4 separate regions of the Mus musculus genome follow, and all the other regions are linked to region 4. The links are chromatin contacts, called in public Hi-C and HiChIP or PLAC-seq maps. All regions are on one chromosome and are shown on one strand. The core of a region is the stretch at or near the end of the contact, and the rest is flanking DNA. Distances in the headings are between cores, read along the strand shown. Region 1 overlaps Mboat1 (membrane bound O-acyltransferase domain containing 1). Region 2 holds the start of Agtr1a (angiotensin II receptor, type 1a). Region 3 holds the start of Mboat1 (membrane bound O-acyltransferase domain containing 1). Region 4 holds the start of Cdkal1 (CDK5 regulatory subunit associated protein 1-like 1).

Region 1 (5,350 bases), core at 1,972-4,471, 300 kb after region 4:
AATCTAAGGCCGGGGAGGATATATTAAAGAAGATTACAACATAGTCTACTTAGAGATGATATGCATTCTTCAATATAACTTACAGTGTAAAGTCGCCGTTCTGTAAGTTCACACCAGGAAGTGAGGCTGCCTAGATACATGGCTGCCTAGATAAATAAGCGGAGGGAAGCTGAGGAGTACGGTCCTCTCAGAAGAGATGTAGAGGTATAGATTACCATGTATTTTACACAGAACATCTAGAACCTTCTATAGAATACTAGTTTATTTGTACTCTTCCCCCATTACCGCTTTCAATAGCATCGTGTGGGAACAGGCCGGGTTAAATAACCTTACAGTGGAGCCAGGTCGGCGTCACCTCTGCAAGAGAGGTGGCTTTGCCCACAGCAGGTCACCCTGAAAGTGTGCAGGTGGCATTAACTGCTCTGACCTTCCTTGCAGAAACCCATAGCCTGTGTGATTATGAACAGAGTATCAGACAGATACTAAGTTTGAGTTCCTAGTGGCATTTTTTTGGAGGGGGGAAAGAGTCTCATGTCACTGTGGCTGACCTCAGACTCCTGCACAGCTGGGGCTGTTAGCCCCAGATCCTCCTGCCTCCAGCTGCTAAGTGCTGGGATTCCAGAGGTGCACAATCACACCAAATGGGTTGAGAGTTTCTGTAAAGATTTTCCAAAGCTTTCTGGGGGCAAACAATTAATGTGTTGTTTATTTCAAAGTGGGAGGAGGGTTTTGATATTCATACTGTGTGTTAAATGTGAGGTGACAGATATGCTAAAGTTATTCACATTTGATTGTCATGTAGAGGGTACCTATGTGGGAGAATCCTGCTGTATACTATGTGTCTGTATACTCATTGTCTGTAAGTTCAGACTAAAACCCAAGAGCACTGTTTAACCTGAATTAATTCCTTGGCTTTTTGAAAATGGTCAGGTAAGGGGTTAATTTTAGGGGAGGTGGTAAAGCACAGGTTGAAATTGACTGTTGGGCCAATTCTCTGCAAATAAAAAAATGTTTCAGGATGAAGAAGTTAAACAAGCTTTACCTTGGGAAAGGGACAGAGACCATGGAATATTCCAGCACTGTGCAGAGTGCACTCCCAGCTCTGGACTTTCAAGATCTGAGCAAAGTGAGCCTGTGGTGTGTAGTGTGCTTGTGCTAAAGTTAGCACATGGGGTTGTGTGCTGTGTACATGCACCAAACTTAGCATCCAGGGCTGTGTGTAGTGTACATGCAATACACATCAGGCAGTGTGTAGTGTTTTAAAGTTACCCTGCAGGGTGGTGTGTAGTGTGTATGTAATAAACCTAACACAGGTGAAGAAAACTGTCAGAGTCATCAAAATCAAGGGAACTCGGGTAGTGTTGCAGCAGAGGAGGCCAAAATGACAAGGAAATGTAATGTAGCATTCTGGAATCCTGAAGCAGAGAAGAAACATCGGGAAAAGTCAGGAATCTGACTGAATGAAGCGTGGATCTTAGTTACTAGTGCCAAAGGCTCAGTTATAACAATGTAAGGAGAACAATAGGCTTTTTCTCCTGTTTGTTCTTTTAAAGTCCTTTGGTGCTTTGTTTCCTTAAAACTCCCTCCCTCTCCCTCTCTCTCTCCCTCCCTCATTCCCTCCATCCTTCCCCTCTCTCTCTTACTCTCTCCTTTTCCATCATCTACCATCTATCTACTTACCTATTATCTACCTACCTACTTGCCTACCTGCTATCTACCAATCTACCTTTCTGTCATCTATCATGTATCTATAATCTCTTATGTTTGTAATTTAATAATCTACCAGTCTTCCCTCTACCTCCCTAAGTATCTACTTATTTTTGGTTTTATTTTCAATTGTAGAGTGAGTCAGCCTCTCATTCCATACAATTGAATAAGGATTCCTATGATCTGGGAAAAGCATCTTGGGTTGTTGGGCCCAGCTCTCGAACCATGCAGAAACAAAACCAGAACCATGAGTGGTCATTTTAGCCCCTTCTCCTGTGAGGCAGGGCCTATGAGAGGATGTTTGTCTGTTTGCTGTTGCTTTGTCAAATTATCTGAGACTGGATCTTGACTTCAGAGGATTCAAGTTCCCTGGTCTTATTGCTTTGCAGGTATGGTGTAATAGTAACCTCACTGGGCATATGACAGAGGAGACCACTTATGGTGGCCAGGAAGCAGAGAGACAGGAAATGTCCTAGGACTCCATATCCACTTCAAGGGTGTACCTCCAATGATTTAACTTCCCTTCACTAGGCTCTGCCTCTTGAGACAAAACCATCTTCCCATAATGCTATAGGCTGTGGACTAGGTCTTTCACACATTTAAGATGGAAACCGTAGAAGATAAAATACTAGGGAAATAGCTAATTAATTGGCATCAGGTGTGTATGTGTGTGTGTGTGCACACGTGTGAGCGTGTGTGCTCGTGTGTAAGGATAATGGCAGAGAGAATTTCATTATGATGCATCTTGACACTGATGGAGGAGCACAGTGATAGAGACCTTGAAGGGGTGACTTTATTTTCAGCCTGTTCTATTTGGATCCAATGCAGGAGTCTAATCAAGAACAATGATCCCTGTTAACTTTCACCTAGTTGTAACTATGAGTCAAAACAGTTCTTTGGCTGTAGTAAGTACAGTCAACTAGTGGGAGATGTTGATAGGGTGAGCGTGGGCACATTTCTTGCTCTTCCGAGACTTGCATAAAGCCCATGCTGATGCCTTTTAACTATAAAACTATAACCTAGAATTCTTAGTTTTATTCTGCCAATCAACTTCATATATACTATATTGGTAGAAATTGAATTAGGACCAGTACTTTTGTGGGCCTTCTCTTTCTCGTCTCTCTTTTCTCTCCCCTTCCTCCCTCCCTCCCCTTCTTCCTTCTTTATTCCCTTTCTCATTCCATCCACCTCTGTTTCTCTTCCCCTTCTCCCTTTTGCAATTTTCCTTGTGCTGGGGATAGAACTCGGGGCCTACACTGGGCAGTGCTCTTCAACTGAGCTATGTTCCCAGCCTCCACAGGATTTTCCAGTTAAAAGACTGGAACATCAATCTACAATTGCATCAGTATGTAATTGTGCTTGGTTTTACTTTCATCTTACAGTTGGCTTTATTAAAATCTTTGCCTACATCTTAAGTCATTTCTGTGATGATGAAAGAACTTTAGCTTGTCTTAAATCTTCAGGTTCCTGGTTGGGTAATCTTTGAGAATGAACAATTCTTAACTTCTCTTTCTCTAACCCTCAACCACAGAGGCCCGCCCACACAACCCGTCATGCGTTTGGCACAGCTCACAAGTTCTCCTTAGATTTTGACCTTGGTAATGATCATAGAAAGTTGCCGCCATCTCCTCTCCATTCACTCTCCTCATTATAGGAACTTTTAAGTGCATGTTGTTCAAACAACAGGAGGCTGTAATATACTTGTAAGGAATGTAGGTATCTGCCTTGAGATAATTAAAGCCCTCTTAAGCACCATTAGGCCAGTCAGGTGATTTTGGCAAGTGTTCCAATCCTTGTAGGACAAAGTTGCTAAGACAGCCAAGAGTTTCAGTACAGCCACTGACACTCTGGCTGTCTCTTAACCGACACTGACATGTTGCTAGTGTTTGAGAGACTAGCAATGTGAGAGGTTGAGAGGTTACAACATTCTAATTGGCTTGAGCTCCCTCCTGTATAGACTTGCATCTGAGCCCCTAACTCCTGCTCTGGGGTTCAGGGACCCACCTGTCTGTAAGGCTTTAATAAATGCTACTTGTGTGATCCTGGATTTGAGTGCTGCTTTTGATTGCCACTTTCTTTGGTCTCCTAGGACCTTCTGAGAGTCCCATGTGAGTGCAGGTGCCTGTGGAGACCAAAGACATCAGATTCTTTGAGCTGGAGTTATGGGTAACTATGAGCTGCTGATAAGCACACAGAAAGCAGACTCAGGTCCTCTCTAAAGGGCGGTATGCTCTTCCCTGCTGAGCCATCTCTCAAGCTCTGGGAGGAGGCTCAGCTTCTGGCAGAGGCTGATGTACACTGGGACTCTATTTTTCTAATGCAAGGGGTTTGGAGTGGCAAGTTGAAGGAATGAAAACACACAAAACTTCAGAGCCTGGTTGGGTGACAGATTTTTGTGTTTTCTGTTGAGATCTGTTTGTGACCTCACCTTGCTCAGTGATGGCAGTTATAGCAAGAATTGGTTTATGGAGAGTTCCTTCTAGGCTTACAGCAGATATTTATTAGTGCAAGCCAGTTACACTTTTGGGGCCTCATCTCTGTAATGTGAGCATATGATTCAGACGGTATGGCCAGCTCTTGGGAAAGCTTTAGTTAGTAAATGTTTGGTTAACACATATTATCTGCTCCTCGGTTTTGAAACTCAGATAAAAAGTCTTCCTTGTTAAAACACAGAGGCAAAGAGTTATCTCTCAAGAATTGTCTTAGGGTTGTTTTGGTGCTTCTGGGGTCAGAACCCAGGGCTCTGTGCATGCTGGGTAAATGCTCTACCACTGAGCTACACCTACAACCCTAGGTGCTTTCTTCTCAGTGGTCTAAGATGGACAACTCCATCATACCATCTTAGATTTACCAAGCCTGTCCTTGGAGCTTCCTTAGTCAATGTCTGGGATGCAGGGACAGGGAGGCAGTGTGAGAGGTATTTGGGTAGTTTCTAGAAGAGAAACTCAAGGTAGGATTCATGACAGGATAAAGGGATATAAGGTCCTTTAAGGCAGGGAAAAAGGAGGTGGGGTGGGAATCAGGAGAAGGCACAAGGAGAGATATATGAATGACAGATTGCAAGGAAGAAGGTTTGATTGTAGTGAAGTTGGAGAATGGAGTTATGATCAGAATTCAAGGAAGTTTGATGTATCCAGGAAGTGACAAAGCCTTTCAAAGGCGTGGCTCTTGTAAGATAAAGCCTGTGAGTTTTTTAAAAAATCTCTGAGATGCTGAGGTGATGAGCCTGATGGGTTCTTACCACCCAAGGGGCTCTGCCTGTGCAAACTCCTTCCCTTGTCTTCTGAAACAGGCGTCGAGCTAAAGAACCACCAGGTTTACTTTTCTTTCAGCCACCTGCGTACATAAAGAGATGTAATTTCTGTTTCTTATAGAGAAAAAAGATGAACTGATTTTTGTCTTTTTTAGCAAGGGTCTCATGGGTTAGTCTCCAGCAGCCTGGAATGCTTATATGACTTGGGCTGACCTTGATCCCAAAGCTTTTGTGTCTCAGCCTGCCCGTTTCTGGGATTTCAGGGATGGGCTACCATGCCATGGCCTGGAAATGTTTACTTCCTGAAGAAGTCTGGCCTGAGGTATCCTTATTCGTTGCATTACACAGGGGTCTATTGCCCACACTGCCTTCAGCTTCTGGTTATATTGC
Region 2 (5,417 bases), core at 1,271-3,770, 480 kb after region 4:
TTCTTTAGAGAACTCTGTTCAGATCCAGAGGCCATTTTTAAATTGTGTTTTCTTGACTTTTTTTGTTACTTATATATTTTGGAAATTAATCCTATAGTTAAATAACTTAAATATATATTATGTGTTATGTGTTAATACATTATGTTATGTCATATGTCAAATGTCATAATTATATATCATGTTATAGTATATGCTACATGTCACATGTTACATGTTAAATGTCATGTTATATACTATATATAATTCATATGCATGTTATGTATAATAATATAATTTATATGCATATCATATATAATTAAATAGTTTATATATTCTGGAAATTAATGTATAGCTGGAAAAGATTCTTTCCTACTCTGTGGGCTTCCACCTCACTCAGTTGGCTGATTCTGTTTCTCTCCCTGTGCAGAAGACCTTTAGTTTCCATGGGGTCTCATTTGTCAGTTGTTGGCTGTAGTTCTGGAGGGAACAGAGTTCAGGAAGCCCTGTCCCGAGCTTGTCTCCTGTAGGGCGCTGCTCCTGTTATCTTCCAGCAGAGTCTTTGTTCCAGGTTTCATAACAGAAGACCTGCACTTTTAAAAACTGAGTTTATATCTTTGCAAAGATTCAACCAACATGCCTGTGACTTTTCACAATGCCAGAATTTATTGGATAACAATAAATTCACAAGGAATATTGACTTTGTAAGAATCAATTTGCTAAGGAGTGTCCAATTCCTTGATAACCTGACAAGGCAAATGCAGAAACACAGACCCTTTTATTCCAATCTTACCTATGAACATTAACTTTCAGATTATGCACTATACATCACACACACACACTATACACACACTATATATACACACACATATATGTAATTTAGACATCGGCTACATAGCATTGAAGAGTATCTAATAGGACTCAGGGAATTGCAAAGATGCTTGAGAAGCAGGCAGCTAAAGGGGTCAAAAGGGGCCTCTATGGTAATGAGATAACCGCTGCTGGAGGTCTGCTGCTAAAAGTCAAGGTTTGAGCTGAGCCACTGGCAGAGGCTTTAGCAGCCAAGTGCAGGACTCAGCCCTGGAGACAGTTTCATGTCAGGTAGAGACACACAAGTGGGCATATGTGTCACTTCAAATAGAACAGCCACATCATAGCAGAGACTGAGCTAAGTTGAAGCCTCTAGGAGGGCTGGGCACTCTGTGACGCACACAGGGTGGAAAGATAGGGCTTCTTACCCCTGAAGCCTTAGGGCTTCTTCTCTTCATGGGGCTCAGGTGAGAGAGCTGCACCCTTTTCCAGTCTTGCCAGTCCAGTGTGCTGTCACTCCTGGTTTCCCAGATTTGATATTAACCTCGGCGTGTGTGGCTATAGTCTCCATTTACTTCGATTGTTTTTTAAGTAGCGGGGCATGGGGCGTGGGGTGGGGGTGGGGGCTTTCTGCCTTAAGAAATAAATTGTTAATCTATCTGTGCCATGTAGCTGGTGACAGGCAGATGATGTTTATGTGCACATCAAGGTGCGAATTCTACTTCTGCATTTTCACTTTAAGTGGAGTCAATGCTGCTTGTAAAATACAAACTCTGCAGTCGAAAGCCATTGTTTTGCACAATGTCGAGTAATTCAGAGCAGGGCACATCATGGTCTCAATACCTTTATTTTTCCACTGGATTTGAATCGCTAGCACTTCATTAGGATTTGCATCTCCATCCATAGAAGCTGTTAGTCTGAAGTTGGCTTGTACTGTGTTGCCTGAGTTTGGTATCAGAGTAATTCTGGCCTCGTGATACACTGCAGAATGTATTTCCCCTTTCCTTTCCTTTCCTTTCCTTTCCTTTCCTTTCCTTTCCTTTCCTTTCCTTTCCTTTCCTTTCCTTTCCTTTCCTCTCCTCTCCTCTCCTCTCCTCTCCTCTCCTCTCCTCTCCTCTCCTCTCCTTTCCTTTCTCTCTTTCTTTCCTTTCTCTCTTTCTTTCTTTTCTTCCTTCCTTTCTTCCTTCCTTCCTTCCTTTCTTTCTTTCTTTCTTTCTTTCTTTCTTTCTTTCTTTTTTTCTTTCTTTCTTTCTTTCTAATTTAGAATTGAGTTCATTTTGTTCTCAAATATTTTGTGCTATTTTTTTGGCAGTCTGTTTTTATTTTAAAATAAATGCAGCTTGAGCCACGTGTAAACTAGGAGGAACTGATAATCTTTTATTTTACAACTCTGAAATTAATCCATGCCATATGTAATCCACAGCACAGGCCTCAAATTTTGAGTCAGCCACAGCGAAGAAAGGGAGTTCCTTAATTCATCCTTAAAATTTTTCCAAGATTTTTTTTTTCTTCTTTCTAAGTGAAGCATTTATCTTGGAGTCAGTTCATGTGGCCTTACGCCCACCTCCCTCCATCTTCAACACTTCAGGCTGGGATGTGGGATTCAGGACCAGCTGAGCTTGGATCTGGAAGGGCACATCGGTGACTGGCAGCAGGGAAGACTCCGTCAGAAACTGGAGAGGGAGAGGGTTGGACAGAGGGTCTCGGGGCGGGGCGGGGCGGGGCGGGGCGAGGGAGGAGTGCAAAGCCTTAGGGTTGGAACCTGCGGAGTAGCAACGTCCCCCTAGGCTATAAATATGGAAGTGCCTCGCTGCTGATCGCCAGGCAGTTGGGAGGGACTGGATGATGCTGTCTGGCCGGAGAGGACTCGAGGCTTGAGTCCTGGTCCACGGGTCGCTGGGGTGGGTCGCTGGGGTGGCTGAAGCCAGTACCAGCTCTGCGGCTCTCCCAGCTCTGCTGCTCTCCCGGGTGAGTCCTAGCCCAGGCGTCCCGCCAGCGTGGTGATCAGGGGCGGGAGTGGGTAGGTTCCTTGTCACCACATCTGAATCTAGAGTACTGGGCACGGAGGACCCGGGGGACCCAGGGGAGCGAGCTCACTCCCGGCCAGCGGAATGAGCCTGGAGGGGGCTGCCCTTCACCGGATCAGGTGGGAGGAAAGTGCGCTCGTTTGCAGCGTGGTCCAAAGGAGTCATAATGTTTTGATCAAACTCTTCGAGTACAGGCTAGAAATCTACAGAAATGTGAGGCAAGCAAGTCAGTTTTCCGCCGTGCTTTTAAATAACTGTTGTATTTTAGCTGTGACCTGAATTTAACCGTAGCCTGTATGACCGCGGGGCCAAAATCTGAAGTTGTGCTACTTTGAGCTTAAGTTAAGATTGTCCCCAGCCTCACCTTTGTTTGCCAATGACCCTGCACTGCCTTCTCTCCTTCTTCTCAGTGCGGGTTCTACTAGTGGATCATCAGTATCACATAGATGGTAGTGGGGCCAAACGCCATAACCACAGGTGTTCCCAGCCAAGCTTTGATACTTCAGTCAGAAGTGGGGAGAAGCTGGTGGCTGCATCTCAGCAGGCTGTCTTGGCCTGTAGTCCTCACTGGATTTCAGTGGCTCCGATTCAGTACTGAAGCGAGCGAGCGAGAGCAGGGCTCTCCACTCTTCTACCTCATTTCACTTTCTTGAGAAACCTTTAGGCCAGTGTCTCCGCAACCTCAGACTATGGTGGTCTCCAGAAAATTTAAGCCAATCCTGCTCAAGACTTCACCTGCTCCCTGTCTTTGGTTAAGCACAGGAGAATAGGCTACGGGTGTCCATGTTTGCCCATGTCCTTAAGCATAAAGACCCACCATCAACTCCAGGGAGACGTCTTTTTTTTTTTTTTTTTTTTTTTCAGGAAAATTTGGGCACTCTGTGTGCCCTGAGGTCTCATTTGGAAGTCGACAACATTAATTTCCTCCTGTGTCGTTCCAGGAAAAGAGAGAGAGAGAGAGAGAGAGAGAGAGAGAGAGAGAGAGAGAGAGCAGCCTCACAGCCTGCTCTCTGCAGTCAGTAATCATTGTTTCCCTTTTCAAGGTACTTCATTCCTAAAGCGATTTTCTTGAGAGTTACCGCCACCGAGTCCCTGTATTTATTGCCCCTAAGCAAAAGCCTTAACCCACTTTACAAATATAAGGACTCCAAGAAGCTTGTTTTAGTGTTTTATCTCCTTGGTTTAACCACAAACAAACAAACACTACCTGTCCTGTTTGCTTATCTCGGAAGTCTTTTTGGAGCCATTAAGGCCCCACTTGGACGGTCACTTCTCCATCAATTTCCTGCTAATGCCCAGGAACCCTCCTTGTTCTTACCCTGAATTAGCTGCGCGATATTAAGAGTGCTTTTATTTATCTAACAATTCTGAGTCTCTGGTCACTGCACAGAAGGTCTCTTACAGTCTTTTAAAACCTCGATACTTTCTGGTTTTTGGTTATTGCTGACTACATAAAAGTCTAGACTGGTTACCTTATTATCCCATGATAAAAGTCTTCGAAACTGTTAACATCTCTGGTTAAATGTTTCTTAGTGAGAGGTCCACAGGTCTATCCTCAAATCACAGGTGACAATTCCTATAATGTATGATATATACTGCTTGAGGTTTAGGGAGGGGCCTCAAGTTGTAAGGTGTTAAAATTGACTGACTTTTCTGAGCCCTTCTTCTCTTCCTGGATGCCTTGTTTTTGTTGGTGGTGTTGGCTTATTTTCCCCTTTACAAGGTTTTAATTTCTAGTTTTACTCTTCCTTGGAACTCAGAGAACATCTAACTAACTAACTAACTAACTAACTAACTAACTAACTCTGCATCCACCACCTTAGAAGAGAGTGGGTTTTCTCTTATGTGAAAACCTGTTATCCAGAGATTTACAAAATGTTTGCCCATCACAGTATCTGAGTGAGGCTTGCTGAGCTCCGGTCATCTTGCCTTACCCTGGTCAGTGTAGGAAGGACACACTATGTGCCGTTCAGCTTTCTTCATTTTCTTCGTCTCCTGTCTCGTTTGGGGGGAGAATTGTCCCCTTTACTTCAGAGCATATTTTTGCTGCCTTTGACTGCTGCTACTTATGACTGTGTGGATCTTGTGTTACTAATTAACAGTAATAACTAATTTTGCTTGTGACAAGGAAAAGAAAAGTTTAATGTTATACTTATCCCAGCGTGGAGTAAGTATTTGCCAGCAAGGACTTTGAAGCATAGTTTGAATTACAGATGTGTGGCTTCTCTGTGCTCTCATGATGCCTTTTCCAAGCAGAGAGTTGAGAGCTGCTATATTTTGTTCTCAAATCTGTTCTAGGGACAGAGATCGAATTCCTTTCCCATTTGCACGTTTTGGCTTCCCAGCCCAGGCTGTTGTCCTTGAGCCTTTTATTTATCCCTGTACCTGATCCTTTCCCTGAATTTTAGGTTCTAAAAAGCAACTTCTTAATGACTTGATACCTACAGTTACTTTTAACCAGTAGTACCTAAGTGGTAGAAGATAATATTCAAATGATTTGGCAAGTGACTACTATTAAACCATTAACGACTCTAAAATATAGTGTTTCCCTTCCAGAAAAGGAATCCAAAGTGGTATAAATAAGTTTCATTAGAGTTATCACTT
Region 3 (5,715 bases), core at 1,300-3,799, 280 kb after region 4:
ACATTAGCCCAGTGCCCCGTGGTCCTAAAAGCCTCTTTCTTTATCAGCTAACATTTAGTGTTTCCTGGAAAGGGTGTGTATTATTATTATTATTATTGATTTATTTATTATTATACATAAGTACACTGTAGCTGACTTCAGACGTACCAGAAGAGGGCGTCAGATCTCATTGCAGGTGGTTGTGAGCCACCATGTGGTTGCTGGGATTTGAACTCAAGACCTTCAGAAAAGCAGTCAGTGCTCTTACCCACTTAGCCATCTCACCAGCCCATATTATTATTTTTAATGGAGTCTCAGGACATTTCTTAAGCAGGTCACCAACTTCAGGCTCAAACGATCCTGTGTCCTCCACCTCGCACATAGGGAGGACTGCAGGTGTGTGGTTTGAGGGACTTACAGGGCTGATGTTTCTCTATTTGCACAGTTTACTCTCATCCTAGGTGGAGAAAAGAGCTATCAGTCATGAATCTGTAAGATTCTGCAGTTCTTCAGAAAGCAACAGTGTTTCTGTTGTTTTCATTGCAGGTCTGGATGGGCACAGAGCACGGCTTGGGCTTTCCTGGGCCAAAAGCAGGAAGCAGGCATGGAAGCGCCTATGGAGGACTCATGTTTCAAGGCTCGCTCCAGGGTGCTAGAAGACCCCTCCATGATGATGAAACATGGGTGATGGGGGCCACTGAGACTTCCTAAGCGGAGCAGAGATGCCACAGTCCTGAAGCTGGCACATGGTACATGGAAGTTGGAGGGGCACAGATGTGGCAGGGACACTGGAGGTGGAGGGCATGCCCATGCCCCAGTGTTCTGCTCACATCTCTCCCGAGGACAAAGCACTGGTTTACTCCATAGTCTTTGGCTGCATGAATAGTACAGTAGCTCCTGTAAGCTCACAGGCACATGGCTACATCTCCAGTTCATCGTTATCCACCATCTTGTAAAGATGCTGAGAAGTTGCTTTGCCGTCAGTGTGGATCTTCTCCTCTCTTCATGTTCAATTACTTCCCACACCTATAGAAAGTCACCCCACAACCTAAGCAAAGGGCTGCAGGGGCTGACAAGATGGCTCAGTGGTTAAGGGTGGTTAAGAATGTTTGCAGCTCTCCCAGAGGACTGGACTTCAGATGCCAGCACACAGGACGTGGATGAACTGCTCAGTACTGCCTGTAACTACAGCTCTGACTCTCCCTTCTAGCCTCTACAGGCACACACACACACACACTCTCTCTCTCTCTCTCTCTCTCTCTCTCTCTCTCACACACACACACACACACACACACAATCTTTTAAAAGGTGTTTGTGTGTCCAGAGGGATCTCTTGGTTCCTGGCTTCCTTTCTCTTCAGTAGGTCCCTGGGTGTTTCTCAGACTTCCAATGTGAGCAGCTACTTTGACATCAGGTTAGATGCAGCAGAGACTGGTAAAGTGCTAGAAGGGTCTCTGTGATGTTTTAAAATGTCTGTTAGTGAGTTGAAAAGGATTTCTCAAGAAACAGAGATACAGAGCTGTTTCAGCAAGTGAAAGACCCGTCATCACGTGGGTAGTAAACAGTAAACAGAAGCTTACTGGAGAGAAACGGCCCAGATGAAAATGAGACAAGTCACAGAAGGAAGCAGAGATAGTGGATTAGGGTGCTAGAAACTGTGGCTTGACCAGAGAAGGTAAAGAATGACAACCTTGGGTGCTGGAGAGATGGCTCAGGACCTGAGAGCAATCTCTCTTGCTGCAGAGGGCCGGAGTTCTATTTCCAGCACCCACATGGTGGCTCACAATCTCCTGAAACTCCATGGACTCTTCCGGTCTCCAGTGGCATCTACTCACAAGTACATACATACATGTAAAGTAAAAAACATATGAGAGAGAGAGAGAGAGAGAGAGAGAGAGAGAGAGAGAGAGAGAGAGGAAAGAGAGAGAGGAGAGAGAGAAGAGAGAGAGAAGAGAGAGAGAAGAGAGAGAGAAGAGAGAGAAGAGAGAGAGAAGAGAGAGAGAAGAGAGAGAAGAGAGAAGAGAGAAAGAAGAGAGAAGAGAGAAGAGAGAAGAGAGAAGAGAGAAGAGAGAAAGAAGAGACAACCAGACAGGGAGCACCAGGAATTCAGAACACAATCAAAGACACAGGGAAGGAGGAGAAGGAGACGCGAAGGAGAATAATAATCTGGAGTGGAGTTTTATGTTTGTGCACACCTGTAATTTCAGTATTTGGGAGTTTAGGGAAAGTCTGGGCTACAGGAGACCCTGCCTCTAAACTGCAAATAAATAAATCTTTAAAATGTAAGCAAAATGAGCGGTGTTGGTTAGCTCTTAGGTCTCTTCTGGCTTCCGGAGTAGCAGCAGGAGCCGGGCCTGAAACTGGAGCACAGGACACCCCAGCTGCCTGGGAGGAGGGTGAGACGGCTTCGGAGGAACCCGGATCGGGCCCGCTGCGCGCCCGGGGAGGGCGGCGAACTGGGGAACAGACTGGGCGTCTCCCGGTCTCCTGCCCCGGGCCGGGCTCCCGGGGATCCGCGCCCATCTCTGCCCGGCTCCTCCTCCGGGGCGTCCCCGGCTGCTGGCCAATGGGCGGCGGGCGGTGCGGAGCGGGAAGCAGAACGTGGGGGCCCTGCCCTCCCAGGCGCGGGGTCCCGCAGCGCCAGGTCCGCGCCCTGGAGTCGGCGCCAGGTTCCCGCGAGGTCCTCAGGAGCCCTCAAGGTGGCCAGTGTGCAGCTCCCGGGCGACAGAGCACCCTGAAGATGCAGGATGGCAGCACGGCCGCCCGCCAGCCTCTCTTACCGTACCACCGGCTCCACCTGCCTGCACCCGCTCAGCCAGCTCCTGGGCATCCCGCTGGATCAGGTAACAGCGTCCCACCCGCTACCCAGACCCTCTGTCTGGGAACAGGATTGCGACCTGGATTCGCTCAGAGCCTAGTTTATGGCTATGAACCCTACACGTGCGAGAGCTTTTTCTTCCCTTTTTTTTCTTTTTTCTCTGAGTTGGCTGCTTTTTCTGCGTGAAAACTATACGTCCACCTAAGCTAGCAAGTTGGACTGAACTTTTAAGTTTTGCTCTGTGATCGAATTATTTAGTGGTGTGATCCATGAACCCAGCATTTCCCCCACCAGTGTAGATAAAAGTCTTTGTGATTTTTAAATTTAGGCGATCCTACTTTAAGAGTAAGTCTGATCCAGCTGGGTGTGGTGGATCACGCCTTTAATCCAGGTCTTCAGAGCCCGGGGCAGGGAAATTGCAGCGAGTTCCCGTCTTCTCTGTCTAGGATGCTGAGGAGAAGCCTCAACTCTCAAACAAAACCAAACAAAAAGTAAAAAGCCTGACTAACCAGATGCGTAGGTCTATAGTATAGTATATGGTGATGACTTTTTTATTCCGTTTGTTGAGACAGCATCTGGCCCTGACTGTCTTGGCACTCACTCTGAAGTTCAGGCTGGCATCGAAGTCTCTTATTTTGTCTAGGCTGGGCTAGAACTGGTGATCCTTTCGCCACAGTGTTGAGATGCTTCTCAGAGGGCCTTACTCAGTTCTCATCCATCCCTGCTGTGCGAAACTGATGAGTAGGGCGGGCCCTGGGAGGAAAAGGGCTGTGGGGACTTCTTTGGAACTGTTCAGGAGTTGCCTGCTACATTAGAGGTAAAACTGGCAACAGTAACCTGGTAGGAATTTTGCCAAAGACAGCTGGAGTGCAATTCAGTGGTAGAGTTTGTAGTATGCTGGAGGGTCTGTCCTGTCTTCTGGCCTCCGTACTGAGGTCAAGAAAAGTCTTCCTGAGGTGTATGTAGTCTTGCCTTATTTCCTTCGGTGCCTCAGGCTATGTCCCCTGTGTAGGATGTAATGGTTTGAATGGATTCAGGCAGGACAGGTTGGAGTAAGACCCACTGCTCTCCTTACTAATCTGTTTCCTTTGAGTTTCCCCAGTTTAGTTTCCCTTCCTTTGCTGGGTCTCGAGGTGCATGCTTGTATTTCCAGTGCCAGGGAAACAGGCAGGAAGATTGCTCCGAGTTAGAGACCTGCCTAGGCCACGGGGAGAGAGTACCAAGTCAGCCTGGGTTACCCAGTAAAACTCCCGACTCGAAAATGCAAAACAAAACAAAATGTTCCTGTCTTCTTAGAGCAGTTTCTGTCCTTCCTATCTTTCTTTCTTTTCATACTAGAGCTACCTGTACCTGCGCCTCTTCTGTTTGCATTCCTTTGACAATGAGGAAGTTGGCCCTGGCTGTTTGCATTACTCACAGGGTTCGCCCTCATCCTAACTCTTAGGTTCTGACTACTACTGCCTTCTCATCAGTTGCAAAACCTTGAGAATCAGGAACTTGGTAGAAGTATCAGATATTGAGTCAAGGTCAGAAGTCCAAGGGACCCTGGCAGGGGCAGGCACAAGAGCGAATTCTTTCATCCAGAAGCCGGATGAATTTGTTGCTGAATTTCCATAGGAGGAGTTCATTTTGCATTGACGTCTCTAATTACTACTAGAACCTATAGTAATTGCATTTTCTTTTGCATAATAATCTATTTTACAATAATATAGAATAGAGTGGGCTTTCCTCCCCTCCCCCCAGCCACCCCCCCCCCATCCCTGACCCAGACAGAAATACATGGATTGGTGAAGGGCAGTTGTGCGGGGAGGAGCTGTTGTCATTAAGCCTCTGGCTGCATCCACGTCCGTCCCCAAACTACAGGGTTTTTGTAAAAGTTACTCTGGTTTTTAGAAGAGACTTAGTACTTTACAGTGTGTATGTGTGTGTGTTGCCTGTTCATGTGTGGGTGTGTGTACATGAGTGTACGTGTCCACCAAGGTCAGAAGAGGGTCTTGGGTCCCCTGAAGCTGGAGTTCCAAGCATTTCTTTTAACCTCAGTGCCATCTATTCAGCCCCCAAAGGAATCCTGGTTTTAATTTATGAAAAAAGGAAAAAAGAGCACTCCAGACATGATAGATTTTACTTCATTCCATAAATGAACTCGGATTATCATGAGATGGATGAAAAATCATGAGGAACACTTGGTTTCTCTGAGATCCTGGGTCAGCCTGACCAACTGGGTCAGTTTGAGCAACTTGGTAAAAATGTTAATCATACGATACCCCAAATCACTTGCTTTCAGCCTGGGGAAAAATCCCAAGCCATCAATAGTGCGATTTGGGGGCAAACTGTGGCAGGAGGTTTGTCTTTGAAGCCCTTTCCCAGTGTCTTAAGATTTCATGTTCCTAACTGGAAAGGGGCTATCCCAAAAGCTGTTGCCTGTATGTGGGATAAGCTCTCTGGCTGGATTGCCTTGTCTGGCCTCAGTGGGAAAGGAGGTGCCCAGCTTCACAGAGACTTTAAGTGTCAGGGGGTGGGGAATATCCAGGAGGAAGCCCACTCAGAGGAGAAGGGGAGGGGGAGAGAGGAAGGATTGTGTGTGTGTGTGTGTGGGGGGTGATGACTGGGAGGGGGGACAGCGAGTGAGATGTAAAGAGAATATGTAAAACAAAGATTAAATATAAAAAGATTTCATGTTCTTGTTTGTAACTTCTAGGAAACTGCATTTCTGTGATTGCCCTCAGTGTCTGGGATTCTCCGCATGAGGAACTTTCTTACTGGGGTTGGAGAGATGGCTGAGCAGTTTTGCCCGTGCTTTCTGCTCTCCCAGAGAAACCGACTTTGGTTTCCTTCACCTGTGTCAGGCAGCTCACAAACCCCAGCTCCAGAGGATCTCATGCCCTCTTCTCCATGGTCACCACATGCAAGAGTCTGCA
Region 4 (5,022 bases), core at 2,450-4,949:
TATTTTTGTGCCTGGAATTTGCAATGTTTGCTTTAAATCTTTAACAGCGTGTGCATCATAATTCAAACCTCTATTTAAATCTCAGCCACTTATATATCTATCATCAGTAAAAGAAAAAAAAAAGTGAGCCAAGCACCCATCCTAAAAACTGTTATGGTAATGAGCACATCCCAGTCAGTCGCTCCTTCCTTCCTTTTCCTAGACAGTGATTTGCTCAGAGTCAGTCACAACAAGACGATCCAGCCAGAAAAGACCTTTACAACAACTGACAGTAAAGACAGCTTCTCTTTCCACTCCAGTGCATGAAGTTGGGGTAATAGGCCAACTTGGTGAAATCTGTGACAGGCCAAAGAAGCCACCTACCTAAGGAATGAAGCCTAGCAAGAGATGCAGACATAATGACTGCATTGAGCACCTGAGGTGCAACCGTACTCGGCTCACTCACCGGAGCCACTACCCTCCCTCTGGAGTCTAACATCTTTTGGATTGGGCATTCGCCTCCTAGAAACAAGGGTTTACCAGCTCAGCCATTAAGATTGGCCTTTCCCACATAGGTTCCATTTACATGCAATATCTGTCAGTGAAAAAAAAAAAATAACAGTTTGAACACATTCAGGAAATTCTTCCTCTTTCAGATCTAAATGCACAGGCTTGGAGTGTGAAGAAGTGCAGGAAAGAAACTGAACATCCGCTGACCTTAGGAGTTTTCTAAAAATTATTTTCTTACCAAAGAAAGGAGGTGGGACTGACAAAAGGGCCCAACACAGATGGAGGCCATCCCACACAGAGAGATCACTTCTTTCTTTACTGCCTTATGCTTGTCTTCCAATCTGTTACTGTGTGAACTGACCACTGTCTTAGAGTAAGCTTACTACTGCCTAGCTCAAGCATGAGGTCCCAACAAGGTTCTTTTCACCCTGCATTGTCATGAGCTGCCAGCTATTCAGGTGTCTCCACTCCGTTTGAGATGCATAGTCTCCTATAGTCCTTAGGCAGAGATATTCATTCTGGAAGTGATTGGAGTTATTGGAGCCAGGACTCTTTTACATCATTCATAGCCACCAGCAAGGCTATTCTTAGAATTGGTGATTTTGGCTAATAATTTAGAAAGCTACAGTCCAACCAGGCAAAGAAGGTCTGAATGGCATTAGGTGGCTCATCACACTGCACCAATAGTCAGGAGGCAGGGAGGAGTGCTCGTGCTCAGCGGGCTCCCTCCATTTACACACTTTCTAACTCAGTCTTAAAGCACAGCCTGCATCCAGGCCACAAATTCCTTCATCAGCTAAACCTCTCTAGAAATCTCCTCACAGATACAAATATCAGGTTCAACAGACCCTCCAATAACTTTGATATCTACTATTCTAGAGTTATTATTTCATAAAGACTGACTTAGAGGGCATGCCAAATAGACGTTACTGAATCAAGTGACTGTAGTGTGTATAAAAACAATGTAAAACAGAACAGTCTTCTCAACAAATGACACGAAAACAACTGGATAGCCACACGCAAGGAAACGCAGCTGGGGCCCCATCTCGCATCATACTCAAAAGTAAACTCACAGGGGCTACAGACCTAAGCTTACGGACCTACTACTAGAAGAGTCTTACAGCTATCACAAGTATCAAGTTTCCCAATTAGACACTGGCTTCTTAGTTAAGGACAACAAGAGCACAAAAGGAAAAACAGGTTAGACTTCATCAAAATTAGTGTTTCAGCCAGATGCAGTGGCTTGTGCTTGCAATGCCAGCACGTGGGAATTTAAGGCAGGAGGACCAGGACTCAAAGGCTGGTCTCAGATACAAATCAAATTTGAAGCTAACCTGGGCTATGTGAAAACTGTTCTCAAAAAAGAGAAAAAAACAAAACAAAACAATTCTCATGCTTCAAAGACAATATGAAGACCATGAGAGAGCATGCAGTGGGAGGAAACAGTAGTAACTCATAGAATACAATAAGGGCCTCTCATCAGAGTAAATAAAGAACCCAAAAATACAAACAACCCCAAATTAAAATACGGGAAAGGGATCCCAACAGACATACTTCCAAACAAGATATATAAGTATCTGATAAGCACAGAGAGCTGTCAGTAAAGTCAGCCATGAGGGAAAGGCCATTCAAACCCACAAAGATATACCGTTTCACACTCCCGAAGACAATGAGAATTACAAAGACAAGTAGCCATGTTTAACAGCAGTGAATCACATCGCACAGAAAGGAAACAAGAATCTGGCCTGGCATGGTGGTGCACACACTCAATCCCAGCACTTGCAAGTTTGGTCTATATAGTGAGTTCCAGGCTAACAAGGGATAAACATTAAGACAACATCTCAACAAATTTAAAAAATAAAAATAAATTTTAAAAAAAAGAGAGAGAGAGAGGGAGAGAGAAACAAGACAACCCAGCTAGAAGAGGTACAGAAACAAGCCTTCAGGAATGCCATATTTGGGCTGCAGAAATGGCTCAGAGTTAAGAGCACTGATTGCTCTTCCAGAGGACCAGGGTTCAATTCCCAGCAACCACATGGCAGCTCTTACCTGTCTGTAATTCCAGGATCTGATAACCTCACAAAGACATACATGCAGGCAAAATCCCAGTGCACATAAAATTATAAATACATATTTTAAAAAAAGAAAGAAAGTCATATTTAACAGCCAGGTAGAGAAGTAGGATATAACAGGGACTAAGCAACAGCCAAACAAGAAAACAGATGTGCCACAAATGGGAAAGAGAGCATGTCTCGCTTCTTAATGAAAATGAAAAACTAAGGAAGAGATACAAAAATGTCTCTCCGATGAAGTTATAGGGAAATCTAGTTTTCACAAAATGATACTGGCTAATTACTAAAAACTTAAGACATCTTTCTTCATATTCTAATGCAGAACTAATTACTCAAATATTAGAAACTAAAATAAACCAATACCTTGATTTTCTGAAATTGGTCTCAAGTCCTCTTGAAAGATGAATCTGAAAAATTAAAATTAATTAGAAAATGCGAGTACCCTATAAGTTCATAAAACCAGTGTATGACCTCTTTACAACTTCCTTAAAAAAAAAAAAAAAAAAAAAAAAAGGATGCATCTAGCCACTTTTTAAACTGCTACCCTGCACTGTAACACCTGAGCACAATGAAAATCACCAAGTAAGAAACAAGTGATCCCTTATGACACAGGAAAGTTTTCTAAGCAAGGGAGCAAAGAAAAGAGGGGAAGGGGGCGCAAAAACACAAGCGACCTCTGCCCCTATGCCCAACTTCAGTGCAAAACACTCATCTCCTGAAGCCCTGATCGCGTAGCACAAGTACATTCACGGGTAAAGCGAGAGGGGAAATGAGGCTAGAGCAGAATGGAAGTCCCTGACGTCGCCAGCCAGCAGTGTCTGCCGCCACGCCGGCCTCTCTCCAGGCAGCGCTCCAGAGTCCGACTCTCCACGCCAGCCGCCAAGTCTTTTCCAAACTGCGAGAACAAGCGGGCGATCGGCCCAAAGGAGAAAACCTGCGGAAACGAAGCTCCGCCCAAAATGCAGCTCGGCCCACGGTCGCTGAGCACTGATCCATTTGCCCCAGTATACACAGATCCAGAACTTCACCTGTCCGAACTGAGAGGAAAAAAACCACAAGCCCCTGCCAGGAAACTGCACAGACTTCAGATGGAGAGCGCCATGACACTTGTGTCCCGCCGGGCTGATTTGCGCATGCTCCGCGACGGTAGACCGGAGAGGTCAAAACAGATCGTTGTTTCAAGTTTGCGTTTGTTTTTATCTATAATTATTACCACATTCTTCTACAAACAAAGGTGAAAATACACTCCTACCTCATTATGTTAGCTTATCAACTAACTTCTGCTAAGTTATAACCTTATAACTTGTCCTGCACAGTTAAGAGATTAACATAAACATCTTGCCATTTATTATTACTACTCATTATTCACAAAAAGGGACTGGAGACTTTAAATACTTACCAGAATAATTACCTCCGGAGTAAATCATTTTCATTACATTCATTACATTTTATCAGTTCCCTCCTCTATCTATCTATCTATCTATCTATCTATCTATCTATCATCTCTATCTCTTTTGAGACAGCATCTCTCTATAAAACCTTAATTGCACAGTCACTCATTATATGGAATGAACTGGCCTCGAACTCACAGATCGACCTGCCTTTACCTCCAGATCTCTAGGATTAAAAGCATGCTCCACCATGCCCAACTAATTTCCTTCTCTTCTATAGAGAAGAATAACTAAAATAATAGTTGTTCTATCGAATAACAGAAGTCAATTAACACCAAACTCGTGCCCACATCTACCTCCTACTGCTGGGATTACGGTTGTGGCCCACTGCAGTAGGCTTATATTTCTGCTTCTGCAGAGACAATTCAGCCGAGGTAGTCAGGTTTCATTTAATAATTCCATAAGAATACATAAGAAGAAACCTTTATACTTTCTTTGTCAGTAATGCATAACTTTATATTTAAAAAGCAAAAAGAAAGGAATGATGTGAAAAATATGGAACAAAATCTTTATGTTTTCAAAGGGATGAAGATTTTTGTTGAAGGATGAGTGGTTTAGCAGTCTGTGTATTGGGACCCAGGGACTTCTGCATGCTAAGCAAGCACTGTACCACTAAGCTGCATCTCCTGACCCTAGGTTTGTTGTTGTTGTTTGTTTTCTTGCTTTTGTCTCCATAGTGAAAACTGAATGGGAAAATGTTAGCAATAATAAAACCAATGGACAAAGGAATAATAAATCCAGAAATTACAAAAAATTAAAAACAGATTTAGTTTATAACTTTAGCAATTATCGGTTGTACTATTGAATTTAAACCAATCAATAACTTTTCATGAGACACAATGTGTGTGAGTTTAATTCGCTCTTTAAAAAGTGCATATGAATTGTTTGTGCAGAGATTGCATGGACATAATAGCGACAGTCTTAAGACAGATAAGTCTATTTCTTAGGCGAATGGGACAAACGTAGATGTGAACTGTAGGGATTGGGCATTAAATGTGCTGTGATTTACA

The links. Hi-C and Micro-C count contacts between places; a contact is called where the count stands out from the background. HiChIP or PLAC-seq counts read pairs in DNA pulled down with a chosen protein or histone mark.
Region 1: an H3K4me3 HiChIP or PLAC-seq map of bone marrow-derived macrophages shows a contact between it and region 4, with 2.5 times the contacts expected there. The contact joins the enhancer-like site here to the promoter of Cdkal1 in region 4. A contact is called at or near these places in 7 of 39 promoter capture datasets (embryonic stem cells, hematopoietic stem and progenitor cells, hippocampal neurons and 3 more), 3 of 484 Hi-C or Micro-C datasets (CD4 T cells, macrophages and nephron progenitors), 4 of 115 datasets of contacts at active chromatin or transcription factors (the SCID.adh cell line, bone marrow-derived macrophages, embryonic limb bud and 1 more) and 2 of 9 other capture datasets (adipose tissue and liver).
Region 2: a Hi-C map of cardiomyocytes shows a contact between it and region 4, with 5 times the contacts expected there. The contact joins the promoter of Agtr1a here to the promoter of Cdkal1 in region 4. A contact is called at or near these places in 2 of 39 promoter capture datasets (both in liver) and 2 of 484 Hi-C or Micro-C datasets (cardiomyocytes and embryonic stem cells).
Region 3: a contact with region 4 is called in an H3K4me3 HiChIP or PLAC-seq map of bone marrow-derived macrophages, with 3 times the contacts expected there. The contact joins the promoter of Mboat1 here to the promoter of Cdkal1 in region 4. A contact is called at or near these places in 7 of 39 promoter capture datasets (embryonic stem cells, hematopoietic stem and progenitor cells, hippocampal neurons and 3 more), 3 of 484 Hi-C or Micro-C datasets (nephron progenitors and uterus), 4 of 115 datasets of contacts at active chromatin or transcription factors (bone marrow-derived macrophages, effector CD8 T cells and embryonic stem cells) and 2 of 9 other capture datasets (adipose tissue and liver).

The regions. Positions count from the first base shown.
Region 1 is chr13:30,151,235-30,156,584 of GRCm38.p6, forward strand. All of the region lies in intron 1 of Mboat1 (membrane bound O-acyltransferase domain containing 1), which reads left to right. Among named protein-coding and RNA genes, the nearest start is that of Gm23206, 5.5 kb to the left of the region's middle. Within about 2 kb of position 3,222, at least 51 of the 459 cell types and tissues checked have an H3K27ac peak or open chromatin away from gene starts, as enhancers often do. A contact at or near this core is called in the SCID.adh cell line, bone marrow-derived macrophages, hematopoietic stem and progenitor cells and 1 more, where this site is marked.
Region 2 is chr13:30,333,836-30,339,252 of GRCm38.p6, forward strand. Agtr1a (angiotensin II receptor, type 1a) reads left to right here and starts at 2,521. Exons shown (of 3, transcript NM_177322.3): 1 at 2,521-2,754.
Region 3 is chr13:30,133,941-30,139,655 of GRCm38.p6, forward strand. Mboat1 (membrane bound O-acyltransferase domain containing 1) reads left to right here and starts at 2,550. Exons shown (of 13, transcript NM_153546.4): 1 at 2,550-2,822. The coding sequence starts at 2,727.
Region 4 is chr13:29,851,974-29,856,995 of GRCm38.p6, forward strand. Cdkal1 (CDK5 regulatory subunit associated protein 1-like 1) reads right to left here and starts at 3,700. Exons shown (of 16, transcript NM_144536.3): 1 at 3,590-3,700; 2 at 2,925-2,968.